Linked DNA regions of Mus musculus: region 2 is linked to region 1. The links are chromatin contacts, called in public Hi-C maps. All regions are on one chromosome and are shown on one strand. The core of a region is the stretch at or near the end of the contact, and the rest is flanking DNA. Distances in the headings are between cores, read along the strand shown.

Evidence for each region. A called contact is a pair of places that touch in the nucleus more often than the background predicts.
Region 2: a contact with region 1 is called in a Hi-C map of stem cell-derived neural stem cells, with 2.8 times the contacts expected there. The contact joins two enhancer-like sites. A contact is called at or near these places in 25 of 39 promoter capture datasets (the 3T3-L1 cell line, 3T3-L1-derived adipocytes, cranial neural crest and 14 more), 5 of 15 datasets of contacts at CTCF or cohesin (embryonic stem cells, large pre-B cells, liver and 1 more), 199 of 484 Hi-C or Micro-C datasets (the 3T3-L1 cell line, 3T3-L1-derived adipocytes, the 63-12 cell line and 97 more), 33 of 115 datasets of contacts at active chromatin or transcription factors (astrocytes, bone marrow-derived dendritic cells, bone marrow-derived macrophages and 23 more) and 2 of 9 other capture datasets (embryonic stem cells and embryonic tail).

The regions. Positions count from the first base shown.
Region 1 is chr17:43,323,629-43,331,499 of GRCm38.p6, forward strand. Adgrf1 (adhesion G protein-coupled receptor F1) reads left to right here. Exons shown (of 16, transcript NM_133776.2): 16 at 217-778. The coding sequence ends at 290. Among named protein-coding and RNA genes, the nearest start is that of Adgrf1, 57 kb to the left of the region's middle. Within about 2 kb of position 3,298, at least 192 of the 459 cell types and tissues checked have an H3K27ac peak or open chromatin away from gene starts, as enhancers often do. A contact at or near this core is called in neural progenitor cells, neural stem cells and stem cell-derived neural stem cells, where this site is marked.
Region 2 is chr17:43,456,994-43,464,864 of GRCm38.p6, forward strand. Adgrf5 (adhesion G protein-coupled receptor F5) reads left to right here. Exons shown (of 21, transcript NM_001081178.1): 21 at 1-2,564. Among named protein-coding and RNA genes, the nearest start is that of Gm25135, 6.7 kb to the left of the region's middle. Within about 2 kb of position 3,733, at least 18 of the 459 cell types and tissues checked have an H3K27ac peak or open chromatin away from gene starts, as enhancers often do. A contact at or near this core is called in neural progenitor cells, neural stem cells and stem cell-derived neural stem cells, where this site is marked.

The sequences.
Region 1 (7,871 bases), core at 2,048-4,547:
TTGTCATCTCCAGGGGTAGATGGTTGACAAATGCGAGCTTCCATGGTGTCTGTGAAGCGCTGTCCCTCTCAACCAAGCATGTTCTGTGGTTTTCTTGAACATCACCTAGAACAAGCTCCAGGTTAAAGACGTCCCATAGTCTTTTTGTCGTTTTACTTTATAACTAAAATCAAGACTCATAGCAATGACTTACCTCATCTTCTTTCTCCCCTTCAGGCATGTATGCACTTTCTCATACTGGAGATTCGTCCAGTGACATCACATTAACCCAGTTTCTATCAACCGAATAAAGCCACGAGTCACAAGCAAGGGCAATTTTTTTCTTTGAGCAACATGCCATTCAGAGCCACACAGCAGGCAGTGAAGACAAGCACAGAGTCAGGTGAGACTTTGTGACTTGGGAGTCCAAGGATAAAACTGGTTACTCTGAGGTTGGAGAGATGGCTCAGCGGCTAAGAGCACTTGTTGCTTTTGCAGAGGACCTGGACTCAATTCCCAGCACCCACGTGGGGGATCACAACCACCTGTTCCAAGGGATCTACTGCCCTCTTCTGACTTCTATGAGCACAACATGCGTATGCGGTACATAGACGTACATGCCGACAAAACATTCATACACGAAATTAATCTTTTTGACAAACCCAGTAGGTGACTTCAGTGATTCAACTCTGCCTCCTTTATTCCAAATTAAATAGAAATGTTATTAATTACAAAGTGAGCTAAGAAATATCATACATTGTTCATACAAGTCTTTGTCAATGAGCACCCCCCCACCCCAGTATCTCCAGTCATTAGGTAGGGAAAATTAAAACACCAATAAAATAGTGCTATACACTTACTAAAATATCTGTCCAAACAATTAAAACCCCACCCTAGAGAGCACTGCATAATTCTATTTGTCCTGAATCCTAGTCAGGCAAGACGGTCCACAGTAAAGTAGGTCAGTCATTTTAGGGTGGAGTTTGAGTGGTGAATTCCACAGCATAAGGAAGGAGTATGCAAATTCCCCTGGGAGGTGACATATACATACAGTGTCTTGATGATAATGGTGGCTTGGCTATGTATGCACTAATCAAAACATGTTGCATATTATAGGCAATTAATATGTTGATTTTATTGTCAATGGGATTTTCTTTTTAAGGCAAAAAGGTGAAGTAGATAAAGGACAGAATAATGCAGTTGGTTCAATCTCAATTAAGAAACAAGCATGGGCTGCCTACCCCCAATGGCCCAGTGGTTAAAAACACCAACTACCAAGCCTGAGGACCTGAGTTCTATACCCAGGACCCACATGATGGAAAAATGGAACTGACACAGGATATTTGTTCTCTGGACTCCACATGCTGTCCATGGCACATGTACACACACACACACACACACACACACACACACACACACACACACACATGCCGGAGTGCACACAAGAGCTCATGAGCACCCAATACATTTTTTAAAGAAAGAGCAATGAGAGTCCCAGATCCCTTTCTAAGCCAAGTGGCCAGACAACTGCGCCCTACCGCCATCTTGGAAGTAGATTATGGAAATAGATGACGAAAGATGGGCTACTGGGACCAAGAGATGTTGCAAGTAACTAAGGGAAGTATCATCATCCTGAAAAGAAGGGACCAAGTGAACACCAACAGAGAGGCAAGTCTCATGTTTTCTACGGAAGAGTCCAAAGTAACATCTCTAAATATCTAATTCTATCATGAGAAAAACCCAAAGGCATTGACTTTGAGCAGGTGCTGGGATCATTATCTAGATCACTCCAGCAGAGAAGCAAGACTCACCAAACTCCCCCTCCCCCCCCCCAGGCACATGATGCCCAATAAGGTTTCTGTATTCTGCTCCTAGGTATGGGCAGTCAAAGATCAGCAGGGTGCTTCAGAAAAGCCACTTTTCCAAACCATTTTGACTTTATTCTAAACGTGTGTCCTTTAATCGTCAGGTAGGAGTAGCTCTCACCCAAGGCTAAAGAAGCTTCTAATTGCAGCAGACGGGGACCATCATAGAAACCCACAACTGGTCAAATGCTGAGGGCAACAGGCTCTTAGGCCAATGACCAATCAATGTATTTACAACACGACCCCTACACCCAAGGCTTAGAGAACATTGCAGAAGAGGAGAGGAAAGAGTGTAAGAGCCAGAGGATCAGGACACTATCTGTTGTAAGATAGTATCAGGGAGAGAGAGAGAGAGAGAGAGAGAGAGAGAGAGAGAGAGAGAGAGAGAGAGAGAGAGAGAGAGAGAGAATGAGAGATTAAGTAGTGGGGTAGGGAGGAGGCAGTGGGTCTGATAGGAGTTGTGGGGAGGAGTCAGGAGTGATTATGATCAACATATGTAATATGGAACTCTTAAAGAATTAGTGCAAATACTGTGGTATTTTTAAAAATATGTAAAGGTCAGAGACAAATTTCTTCAGCTCCACTATACATGCACGTGATAGACTGAGTACCCAGACACTTCAGACCCAAGCGGAGAGGGTTTCTCACAGGGCCTAGACCTCCACTGAGCATGGGATCTGAAGCAGCTGGACTGTGGCCCCACTCTCCCATAGTGCCTTAGTGACTCAACACTCGCCTACGCTGTATGGGTCACATATTAACTAAGCCTGCTTCCTCTCAGTATAGCCCCCTCCAGCCCACACTAGAAACGTTTGAAAGGAGAGACATCCTTTGTCTTGTGGACCCAAAACGTTGCCTTTGAACTCCTGCTATGGTCTATTGTCTGAAATGAATGACCCTTCCAAACCCCAACCTGTAGAGTGTGTGTGTGTGTGTGTGTGTGTGTGTGTGTGTGTGTGTGTCCCCTCCTCTCTCCCTCCCTGAAAGCTAATAATGCACACTCACACATGTCTGTGGCATAAAGGCAGAAGAGATATCTGGGGGAGAAAGAGAACAAGTGGGGGCTGGGGGAGAGGATAGTGTAGGGGGGAACTATTTTTGTATATGCTAAGTGAAACACTAATATTTTTAATTAAAATAAACTTTTAATTTAAAAAAAAAGGTTTGCCTTTGTATAACTCTGTAAAGAACTCCGAAGAAGAGTCGCCTTTATTGCTCTATTTCCAGAGCAAACGAGATGGCCACTTGCTCCACTCTCTAGGAAGTTTCTCAGCTCAAAGCAGGCGTCAGTTAAAAACTCCCAGACCTCTTTCCTCCTTCTCGGAAACACGAAGCTTTGGCAAGAAGGCTGTTGAGCTGAACTGTACTTACGGTCACTTAACTTGAGGGGGCAGGCTCTGACCAAGAAACTCACGCAGACACCTTGAAAGCTTAATTGTGTCCCTAGCACAAAGGATATGACGCCGGTGGGAAGCGGGGCGGCCGGGGAGGGGGTGGGGAGCAGGGCAAGAGGCGCGCTGGGGTAGTGAGGGCGGGGCGGGGGATGGTGGTGCCCGGGTGGTGGTGGGGGGCGACAGTGTTGATGCTGCTTCTCTGATTAGGAATGTTGCTGAAGCCTTTCTCTGTTCAGTAGGAAAGATTAGGAAGACCAGAGCATAATAGCTCAGCTGAGGGGCAAACAATGCCTCTGTTTCCTGGATTTGTGCCCCGGGGCGCTGATAAACTGTGAGGGCTGCTTCTCAGCAAGGCGGGAATCTGCTTGGTTCTGTAAGCGATTTCACCTGCTAGAAACCAGCCTGTGTGAACTGGGTACACTTTTGGGACATCATGAGTGGATACAGGGTTGAGTCAAGGACCTTAGGGCTAGATTGACTGGTACTCCCGTGTGCTTTTCAGATTTAACTGCTAGGAACAAAGTACTTTGGAGAATTGCGTAAGGTTTGCGCTTTACCCCTACGCCTGAAGTGGCTGCGTTGCTCATTTTGCGGTTTTGGTTTTGTTCTTAAGGCCTAACACCCATAAACAGGTGACTTGCATCCTCAGCAGAGACTTAGAGCTCAAATGCTGTCCAGGAGAGATCATCGGAGCTGCCTTGCAATGAATGCATGGCTCACTTTGTTTTCTAGCATTGTGATAAAGACAATGACCAAAAGCAACTTGGGGAGGAAGGGGCTTATTGTCTTACTCATCCCCACCACAGTCGGATACTAAGGAAAACCAAGGCCCCGAGTCAAGCCTGGCAGGGACCTGGAGGGAATACGCTTACTGCTCTCATGACTTGTTAGCTTGTGTGTGTGTGTGTGTGTGTGTGTGTGTGTGTGTGTGTGTGTGTGCGCGCGCGTGTATTCCGGCACTACCTCTACCAGGGGTAGCTCTAGCCCTAGTGGAATGGCCCCTCCCTGCAGCAATTATTTATTAAGAAAATGCCCCAGATACTTGGTCAATCTCCCGGGGTTGGGGGGGGGGGGGGGAGTGCATTTTCTCAGTTCCCTCTTCCAAGGTGACCTCAGTTTGTGTCAAGTCAACAGGAAACTACTCAGCACAGTGCCTCTGCCCTCTATCCTGGGGCTCAGGCTGGGCCCTGGGACCAGGAAACAGTAAACAGATCTTCCTCCTTATCTCTGCAGTCCCAGACTGAGTTACACTCTCCCAAGGCCTTCCAGCCCTGTACGCATAGCTAGACCATATATAGACTCTACTAGAACACACATACGGAACTCCATAAAAATGTTATAAAATTAGGTCTTTACCTTCATTCCTGGGGAGCTTTGCCTACACCTTCCCTGGAGCTCACTCGAAGTTGGGAGTTTTCTTGTATATAAGTATATTGGCGAATGAAGACGATTTCAACGGAATCTCACCTCAGCTTTTTCCATCAGCCAACATCTATTTCTGTGCTCCATTTAAGGCCTAGCAGGGTCTCTCTTTTCCTCTTTCTACTTGGCTTTGCCTCAGGGAAGCAGCGAAGACCGTGCCATTATATCCATACAGCTCTAGGTTTTGGTTTTTTGGTTTTTTGGGGTTTTTTTTTGGGGGGGGGTGTTAAAATTGAACTTCTGAGGTTGTCTTTTAAAAGATTTCATCTCTAAAATGGGTACAGAGACCCATTTCAGTCACCCCTCAGCTCTCTGGAGGCTGAAGTCAGAGGTTCATGAATTTGAGGCAAATCTAAACTACGCAGGGAGACCTTAGCTCAAACAGGAAAAGTATATTATTTCTACCACCAAACCATGGGGCAGTTCTCCCTACCCCTGCTCAGATTCTCTGTGAGTGTGTGCGCATGCGCTTGTTCACATGCGCATGCACTCTTTTGATTGAACCAGTGGTCTCTCCCATATCATGCTACTACTACATGACCATCAAGCTGTAACTCCTCCCCAAGGCACACATTTCTACCAAAGCACACACTTTAAGACAGTCTCACTTATCCCAGGTTGGCTTGACTCTCCATGTAACTGAAGGTAACTTTTTCTTTCGTTTCAGTTTGGTTTGGTTTGCTGTTTGGTTTTCTGAGACAGAGTTTCTCTGAGTAACCCTGGCTGGCCTGGAACTCACTCTGTAGACCAGGCTGGCCTCGAACTCAGAAATTCGCCTGCCTCTGCCTCCCAAGTGCTGGGATTAAAGGCGAGCGCCACCACTGCCTGGCTAAAGGTAACTCCTGATCCTCTTGCCTCTACCTCCTAAATGCTTGGATCACCAGGACCACAAAGTGTTGTGTTAGACAGCAGCTCCTACCCGGACAGATCACACCAGGTCAGCACAGTCCCACCAGAAGAGATGTATTGGGCAGATAAAGGAAGAGAAGGGGGAAAAGAAGAGGCGAAGGGGTTGGGGTCTCTGCCTTTTATTTGGCCCCTGCTGTAATCATGTGCACCAAGGTGCAAAGGTAAGGAGCATAAGTGAGGTGCACTGGGTGGTGGTTGCCATGGCAACAGAGCAAGCGGGTCCTTGTCACCTAGGGATGACGTCATCACTGGATTTGAAGATTGACTATAAACAGCTTCTGATGCCAACAAGAAGCATGCTGGCTTACAGGGGTACTGAGACCTGAACTCAGGACCTTATCACACTAGGCAAGCACTCTACCGACTACAACTTAGCTTATTCCAGAGTCTTCTGAAAACTGGGACAAGCTGGATGGAAAGCTAGATCAGGAAAAAAAAATATAGGAAGGTTCTCATAACTCATACTGCTAACTCTATGATAGGTCCACATTTTACCTGATTTGAACCTAGTTAAATGAGCAGGGATTCCATTCCACAGACTGGCTCCTGTGAGATGAAGGGGTGCATTCTCTCTGGGTCAGGGAAACCCTGGGAGGGCCACACCCAGCTTGCCTTGTTGTTTCCACAGTTCATCTGTGAAGCTGCAAACCTGCGTTCAATAGATAACCTCAAAGGTCCCTTCAAGCCCCGGCTTTCTATGGTTTTGTGTCTCTTCACAGTTAACACCCTGGGAGAAGAGAAACTTATCACCAAAAAATACCAGCCCGAGTGGGTTTGGCAAGACCTTATCTTGCTGGATAGGAATCATTGATGCAAACATTGCCAACAGCTAGCTACCTTATGCCAACTGAGTGGGCGGTGACACCCTATTGGAATTCGAACTGATGCTCTGACCCAGAGCAGAGGATCCCCTTGCTGTGATGTGCTGCCAAGGCTCACAGAGGGCTTGCGGATAAGGCTTCGTGGTCCTTAGATCTCAGCCACATCCCTCACCAGGGCCTGGGGAAGGCAGCTTTTGAATTCCATAACAAACACACTGCCAGGCTCTGCCAAGGATAACTGTGCTGTCTGAGAGCCTCACCTGGTGCTGGCGATAATGTGACTCAGTTTTCCTGGAGTCAGCTTGGCCAGGGACTAGCCCCATCTACCATCTCTTTCACCAGAGTGAGAGAATGTTACCCAGGCACCCACCCTTGCTTCTGAATTTGAAAGGAATGATAAAGAGGCACGGTCAGACTTTGTTTTGACCATTGTTGAGATGTTAGAGTCTGAGAGAGAGAGAGAGAGAGAGAGAGAGAGAGAGAGAGAGAGAGAGAGAGAGAGAAAGACTTGTTCAAGACCTGCTTTCTCTTAGACTAGAGAATGATTCTCAAAATCTTGCCCCAAACGGACCAGCAGAATCCATGTTATCAAGGACTTCTTAGAAATGCTTTGTTCAGGAGGGGGAGATAGCCCATTTACTCAATTGCTTACCCTGAAAGCCCAGGAACCTGAGCTTGATTCTCCTGAATCCATGTAAACAATTCTGGCCACAGGAGTGTGTGCTTGCAATGCCAGCGCTGGGAAGGTAGAGACAAGAGGGTCCCTGAAGCTCCATGGTCCAGACTGTCTTACACAGTGAGCTTCAGGTTCTGTAAGAGACCTGGCCTCAAAATCCTAACATGGAGCAGGGCATGGCAGTGCACACCTTTAATGTAAGCACCGAGGAGGCCGAAGTGGGTAGATCGCTCTGCCTCACAATTACCTGGCAACCAGGTAGGCCTGACCATCTATAAAAGGGGCTGCTTGCCCCCTCCTCGCTTTCTTGCTCCTCTCTTGCTCCTCTCTTGCTCTATTGCCCTTTCTCTGCTTCCCCCCCCCCCACGTCTCTCCCCATTCCCCCCCACACACCTGCTCATGGCCCACCGCTAATCCTCTACTCTTCTACTTCTCTACTCTCTCTGTCTTTCTCTGCCTCCATGACCTGAATAAACTCTATTCTATACTGTACCATCATGTGGCTGGTCCCTCAGGGAGAAGGGATGCCTCGGCATGGGCCCCCTGAGTCACCCTTTCCCCCCCACACACACACCTTACCACACCTCCATAGAACATATACCCTCTCTTTATCTTTTTAAAACACATCAGTGAGACCATGTTTCAAAAAAAAAAGTAGGGTAGGGTGGAAAGAAACTGAGAAATATCTACCTGTACACCCACACTCACCCACTCACACACATACACCAGGGACCTGTGTTTCCACACACTCAACTAACTCCTGGGTACTCAAGTTCACAGGCACTCAACTGAAAACCTGAGTGGA
Region 2 (7,871 bases), core at 2,483-4,982, 130 kb after region 1:
CACCTCAGCAGTCTGGAAGTGGGATCAGGCTATGAGAACTCAAAGCCCTCACACAGTGACATCTTTCCTCTAGGCAGGTTCCACCTCCTAAAAGTTCTATAATCTTCCCAAACAGCACCATCAACTGGGGGCAGAGGGTTCTGGTACGTGGACCTATGGGAGACAATTCACATCCAAACAACCACAAGCTGCAGACCCTTTAGGACCGACGTGCAGCATTGAGTTTTTATAGAGTGAGAGACTGTGTGGGTCCTTCGTTGGGAAAGACAAGATAGAAGAGTCTGAGGTCTGACATCCATAGTTTTAGGTACTTTCAGTCTCTTAGTTCTAAGCTTGAAGTCTATTTCTGCTTCTCCGTTCTTCATAGCGGAAGGGCAGAGTGGGGCATACAAAGTCCCGTCCCTTGGGTTCCGTTTCTGCTTAAGTGCCATCTTCCCACACTTGCGTGAGAAACACCACACGCCTATCCCAATTTAATGGCTCATTATTTAAAGTTCTTACAGGAAAGGAATCCACAGGAAATGTGGATAAGATCTCCAGGGAGTCTCCAAAGCAGAGCAGAGTTCAGTAGAGGGAAGACAAGAGGCGTCTAGGATGGGACATCCTTTGGATCAGAATCAGGTGCCAGAGAAAGAATGGCCAGGAATGTTCAGCCCCTTGAGTTGCACTAAGGAGCATCAAGCCAGAGGGATTTGCATGGTATAACAAGGCAACATGGACGTCTTGGAAGCTCAGCACCAGGAGAGGCTGGGGCCGTTGTGCTCAAGAATGCAAAGATCCAAAGTACACTGAGCTTTGGCCCACTTCATTGGTGCCTCTTGGGAGCCATGGGGCTTGACCTTGTAAGGAGATCCTCCACAGTAGCATAATAGTAGGAACTCTGAGCTGAATTCCATAGCATGCAGATCTGGCCCTCTGCCTGCTTGCATTCAGAGAGACACGTCTCCCTTTCACCAATTAGCATGCCTACAAATTCTAATGCACACATGAATTCATACACAGACCTACAGATTGATCAAGACACACAGGAACATGTGTGCGCACATGTGCACGCGCGCACACACACATATGTATATGTATATATTCACGCACACACACACATACACACCCCCAGGCACATATGAACACACATTAACACCCAAATACACAGGCACATACATACAGACGTCATCATGAGAACCACCACATCTCTGTCCCAGCTGAAAGGCTTTTGGTTTAAAATCCCCATGGGAAGTTTGCTAGTTTGTAAATGCAGGATTCAGGAGAGGGGGCAGACATATCCACTCCAACACGCACATACACAGACGTACCTTGATCTTTCAAGGCACAGCCCTTAATCCCAGAAAAGGAGGCTGGAGATGTTGCTCAGTGGTTAAGGATATATACTGCTCTTCCAGAGGAGTCTCTAGCTCGGATTCCAGCACCCACGCTGGGCAGCTCACTACCGCCTGTTACCACCAGCTGACAGCAATCTGTTGCTCTCCTCTTGACTTTGAGGCTGCATGCATGTACATATCCAGATACATTTACACATACTTAAGGGTTTGAAAATAAACTCCAGAAAAATCTATGTAACGAGATACAGAAGGAGCACTTCGTGGTTTCCTGCCCACCACTGTATATGCAACCCCATATTAACATTTCTAAATGAAACCATGAAATAAACATCGCATCCAAAGTTGTAAAAGACAGAAACACGTAGGGTCTGTGCATTGCGTGAAAGCTAGAGCCGGTGCCCAGTTCTGCGGCAGCAAGGGGGGACTGCGACAGAGAAGGCATGTTCTCTGACCTGGGTGCCAAGTGAGTCATGTTCACTTTGCTAAGAGAGCGCCACCTACTGCCCACATTCCCACATGTCTTTATTATGTAAAGTAGATTTCCTCCACCGGCCACCAACTTTCCTTAAGGGACTTTTCATTCAGGCAGTTTCTTGCAAAATGATCCATGCGAATGTTTCAGGGGTTGTGAAGTTGGAGAATCCAGAAATACACCATTAATTCACAGCAGTGTTCTCAGGGAATACCGTAAGCATCACCTACGGAGGAAAGGAAGAAACGCCAAGGGAAGTCAGGGCCTTTGTGATTTGTGCAGGGCACCTCAGAGAGGTCTGTGTTGGGAGAAAATACACACAAAGATGAGAGAGAGTACAGCAGCAGCCAGTGTGGAGGGAGGCATGTGGGAGTTATTCGCAGGTGAGTGGAGCAGTAAGTCACAGCCAGTTACAAAGACAGAAAAAAAAATTATGTGGGCTGGTTATTCAGGGAGAAAGTGTTTTATCTGCACCATGTAGAAATGTTGTGTATGGGCTTTTGCACCCCAAAGAGGAATCCAGGGACCCAGGTCAATAGAAGTCTGGTTCCTTGAGAATCCTCAAAGAAGGAGCTTAGAACAGACATCTCTTTCTTACTTATTGTTAAAGACAATAGAAATAGCATTTCTATTGCAACCAGATGCCGTAGGTCTCTAGAATTACGACTCAGAGTTTAAAGTCATGTCCTACTAAAATATCAGTGTATTAGTGATGCTGTCTTTCCTCATAATAAAATACCTAATGATTTGCCCGGCTCGCTTTGCATATGGTGTCCATTTGTTGGTCAGGTGCTGCTGTCTCATGATTGCACGAATCAGCCAGAAAGGCCTTCAGACTTCCAGAGGATGCCAGAGGCTCATGGCTGAGCTCTGGCGGGTCCCTCAGCTTTTGTCGCACGGTCCAGACTCCCAGGAATGTTGTGATGATCCAGCGCCACACAGGTGCTTTAAACGGGGTCCTTGAAGCAAAGTTCAAAGGGACCTAAACATCTAGGAAACAAATCAACTCATGTCTGTTCCAACATGTGTGGTTTGGTTGGCTGAACCGAGAGTCCCGTGTCCTATATACACAAATGCTTTCTAGCACATTCGCCTAAGCTGAGGTTGGCAAGGCTCCTGCACCTGTGCTTCTGGAGTGGGAACGGCTACAAGAAGAGGGTAGGTAGGCACAAAGACTGAAGCCCACTCTGAGTAAGACACCTGTATTTATTTCCGAAGGCTAATTCAGGGACTGGAGAGCCATGAAGGACCTCAGCTGTGGGGTTCTTTCCTCACCTCCAAAATCCGATTTCTGGCACCCGTGACAAAGCTAAAACAGAAGTCACGTGTCCAGCCCCTTCCAGACAGGCTGCTGGGTGAGAAACGGAAACGGAAGCATGTCAGGAGCCTTTTCACAAATGGGACCTGAGCAGGAGCTCCAGGAGCGAGCCAGTTCCCATCGCAGGGCTTTTATTCTTTAATTCAGAGCTCAGTGAAATATGATTGCAACTATTACAGAATAAAATGGACTGCCCCAAGGAATGTAGCAGGGGTTGGGGGGCGGGGGCGGGGGGAATAAAAGGCAAAAGGAACCGATTGGGCAAGGTCTGGGAAGACTGCTATCACGCCCCAGTTCCAGCAGCACTGGACAATAGAATTCAAGAATGTCTTCTTGCTTAGCCTCCTTGGGAGCGATTTTGATCAGTGTCCCATCCTGCCATTCAGCACCTCCCTCCCCCACCACCCTTGATTAACTGAGGAAAATTATTACATCCATTTGCTGTTTTTTTTTTTTTTTTTTTTTTCCTGGAACCGTGTGATTTTCCCCCATGATTTCACAGCTGTCTGAAGCAGCTTCCTCTCCCACATCTCCAGCTGGGCTAATAAGTGACAGCTGGCCTCAATCCTGTGGACCCTGGCCCGCCCTGTTTGGTTCTCCTGAAGCTTGCTCGCCACCTGGTGGACATTAGAGGACGTGCCTCTTTTGTGGTTCTAACTGGCGCATTGTGGAGTCCGAGGCTGAGGGTCTCTGGTGGACAATACACAGTGATGTAACTCAGGTCAGCTAAACAGAATGAAGCATAACGGATGTGGTGGGAGGAAGGAATCACTCCCCCTCCCGCTTGTAAATATTACAGCTCTGAAGGGAAAGGTTTTCCCAATGTGCCTGTTACAGCTCTGAGGGGAGTGGAGAAGTATCCTGGCAGTTGGGAGCCAAAGAATACCGAAGGGTCACACTGCACATCAGAGCGCACACAGATTTGCTGGGAAAGACACAAGAAAGTGGCTGCGTCTGCTCAGTCGAGAAGCAGCAAAGAGCTGAACAGGAGGCAGGCTTTATATAGAGTTTCTTGGGGTTGGCGTTTTCCAGGGCGGAGATATCCAGAGTGGGGATTGATGGGATTTCAAGTCCTGAGCTTGGGGTGAGCCGAGGGATTGGTAAGTTTTCAAGCTCAGGGATTGGTGGGTTTTCAAATCCCAGACATGAGTTCAGACTTTTACCCTAGACCATGTCCTTCCACTGTGACATTATGATCTTTGCAGGGACTAGTTAGGAAACACACAGAGGTGTGGACACACACGGTTGAACCATACATAGGGCATTTGCAGTCAGGAGGGTATGTATATGTATATATACATACATATGTGTGTATATGTGTGTTTGTGTGTGTAATATATCATATATGTAGCATATATGTAACATATATAACATGTGTGTGTATACACACTCATACATACATATATCTTTTTTTTTTTTCCACTAACAAAAGCTTATTCATGCGACCAATCAAATCTAGAGGCAGGCCCAGAAACAGTGACCCACTCCACCCTGTCCCCACCTGCACACCTGCCATCACCATCACCCCACATTTTTAAACAGGCTTCTGGAAGGTGCTTAAGGAAGAAGAATGGGCAGGGGCCTTCCATGTTTCATAAGAACACTTTCTCCATGAGCGAAGCTGCAAAAGAAAAATTGAATTCTCCTATTCCATGTTCTACCTCACCCACCGAAGAGTTTTATTCAGCCACAAAGAAAAGTATAATAATGTCATTTGGAGGAAAATGGATGTAACTGGAGATGGTTGTGCTATGAAATGTAAGTCTGATCCAGGAAGACAAACATCTCCTAGATTTAACACACACACACACACACACACACACACACATATCACACTACATACACACACAACACACACTACACACACATGACCATATACCCACACACCACAACATACACAACACACACACAACACACACACAGTACAACATACACACACCACAACAAACACACACACACACCACACACACACACAAGTAGAGTAGAGACTATTTGGGAAGAGGAAGGGAGAAGCAGAGAGCTGAAGTGGGGAGGAGGGAGAAGAGAGGGTAATGGGGTTGAATATGGTCTCACTGCAGAATAAACTTAACTCAAATGTCATTCTGTAGACTAGAAGACGGTTCACCAGTTAAGAGTTTATTACTGCTCTTCCAGAGGACTCAAGTTCAGTTCCCAGTACCCATGTCAAGTGGCTCACAACCTCTGTAACCCCAGCTCCAGGGTACACACTGCCCTCTTCTGGCCTTATGATTAACTGTACCCATTTGCACATATGTGGGAAGCCGTTACAGAGTGGCAGTTACAGAGTGGCAGTTACAGAGTGGCAGTTACAGAGTGGCAGTTGCAGAGTGGCAGTTGGCTACAGCTGGCCACCACACATACATAGCCAGTAAAGGTTCTTTTGCCAAGGTGAGGTTTTGAGAATTGACAAAAGTTAACCAATCAGATGAGAGACAAGTTAACCAATCAGATGAGAGACAAGTTAACCAATCAGATGAGAGACAAGTTAACCAATCAGATGAGAGAGAACGCCTGTCCTAGGCCTATAAAAGCAGCACCAGTTCTGGGCTCGAGGTCTTTTCGCCTCTACAATCAAGCTCTCCCAATAAACGTGTGCAGAAGGATCCTGTTGCAGCGTCGTTCTTCCTGGCCAGTCGAGCGCGCGCAAGAAGTGGTGCCGAAAACCTGGGAAAAGAAACATCTTCAGGCACGAGCGAAGACCCCCTGCTACAGGGAGGATTCAGAACTGCATCACGGGGAAGGAGCGGTTAATAAAGGTTCCCGTAAAACAGACTGCTGAGAAGGATCCAGCGTGGATTCAGAACTCTTCAGCTGGGGAACGGTGGTAATAAAGGTTCCTGTAAAACAGGCTGCTGAGAAGGATTCAACAGCATGAATTCAGAACTCTTCAGCTGAGGAACAGTGGTACTGGTAAGTCTCCCAAATTGATCCCCGGGTTAAAGGGGGATAAAAAGGAAAAGAAAAGGGAGGAAAAATAAAAGGAATCAGTGATAAAGAAAAGGAAATAGTGATGAAAAGGAAAGGGGAAAGAGAAAAAAAAAGGGAAAGGAAAGGAAGGAAAGAAAGGATTGAGACAATAAGGTTCCCGGCTTTGGGACAAGTTAAGGTTCCCGGTTTTGGGACAAGTTAAGGTTCATGAGTTATGCTTTTTTCTCCTATTGACCCTTTGTGGGTAGGTCTGATAGTTTTGGTCTTGTTTGTTCTGATATATGGACTCTGTTACTGTTTGAAACTGTGTGTAGAGGCAGTCAAGACAGGTCAGAAAATCCTTACAGAGCAACAAGAAAGTATGTCGGAAGAGGAGAAGGGCTTAAAAAGAAAAAGGAAAAAGAAAGGAGACACAGTGTTATCAGGTGGACAGAAAGGACAAAATAAAAGAGCCGAGGCGGAGGAGGAGGAAGGCATGCCTTTCACCTGGGCAGTATTTAGATTGGAAAGCCTTCCTTATTGAATTTGCAAATGAACAGGCAGTGGCTAACTCTGCTGCAGGAAATCCAGCATGGGATAGGGATATGCTGCTTGGTCAAGGTCGCTTTGCACAGCAACAGACAAGATATCCAGTGCAGGTGTTTGAGCAGGTGAATCAGATTGCCATAAGGGCGTGGAAATCATTGCCCACAGGTGTTGACGGTGTTGACATGGGCGAGAGGGTCTGTTTGTTTCCCCAGGATCATTGACAACAGCTGTGGGTCCCAGAATGACTGACAAGGACCGTGAAAGATCAAGATGAATCCCAAGATGATCCTGTTCCTGATGATTGAGACCGGGATAAGTATACCTTTGAGGGCCATAGTAAGATCATGGCCAGTACCTTTACCGGTACATTCCAATTCTTCTACCTAGCCTTTGTTTTTTGCAAAGGAATGTTTTTTGGATGTGCCTTATGCACGACAAACTCCTCAAGAACCATGGGTGTATAAGAATACTAGTTTTCATTTAAATTATACATTATGCTTTGTGCATAATGTGGATAAACCTTTTACACCCTGTATATTTTTTAAGAAAAAGATTATCTCTAATTGGGCAGATCAAATTAATACTGCTGACACTATAAGTCAGATAGCAGAAAAAACGTCTGAGGCATTGCTTACCCTGCAAAGGGTGGATTCTCATATCACCTCAGGGTTAATGTTAGTAAATCAGAGAATGGATATTTTACAACATGACATGGAACAGATGATGGATGTCATACAAATGAGTTGTGTGGCATCCACTTTGCATGTGTGCATTACTCCCAATAGGTACATTAATAATTATTTTATTAAAAGTACAGACCTATCGAATTACCTGAAGGGGAACTGGTCGCAGGAGCTGGAGAGGTTGCAGACGAGGCTGCAGATGCAGATCCTGAACCTTAATGGGACCAGAGTGGAACCAGTGACCCTCGGAGACTTTACCTCTTGGCTTACCTCTGCTTTTTCTTACTTTAAGGAATGGGTGGGAGTGATTTTGTTTGGTGCTGCCATATGCTGTGGACTGGTGTTCATGCTCTGGTTGGTATGCAAATTCAGAACCCAACAAAAACATGACAAGGTGATTATAACTCAGGCACTTTTAGCTATTGAAAACGGCACCTCCCCTGAAATTTGGTTATCTATGCTCAAGAATTAGTTGGCATCTGAGTTCTCTGCTCTTGCACCCCACGACACTGGGATGAGAGAGACTCAATGATCATTGATCAGCCCTTGCTCATCAATAGGGTGATCATGATTTCCCCACTAAT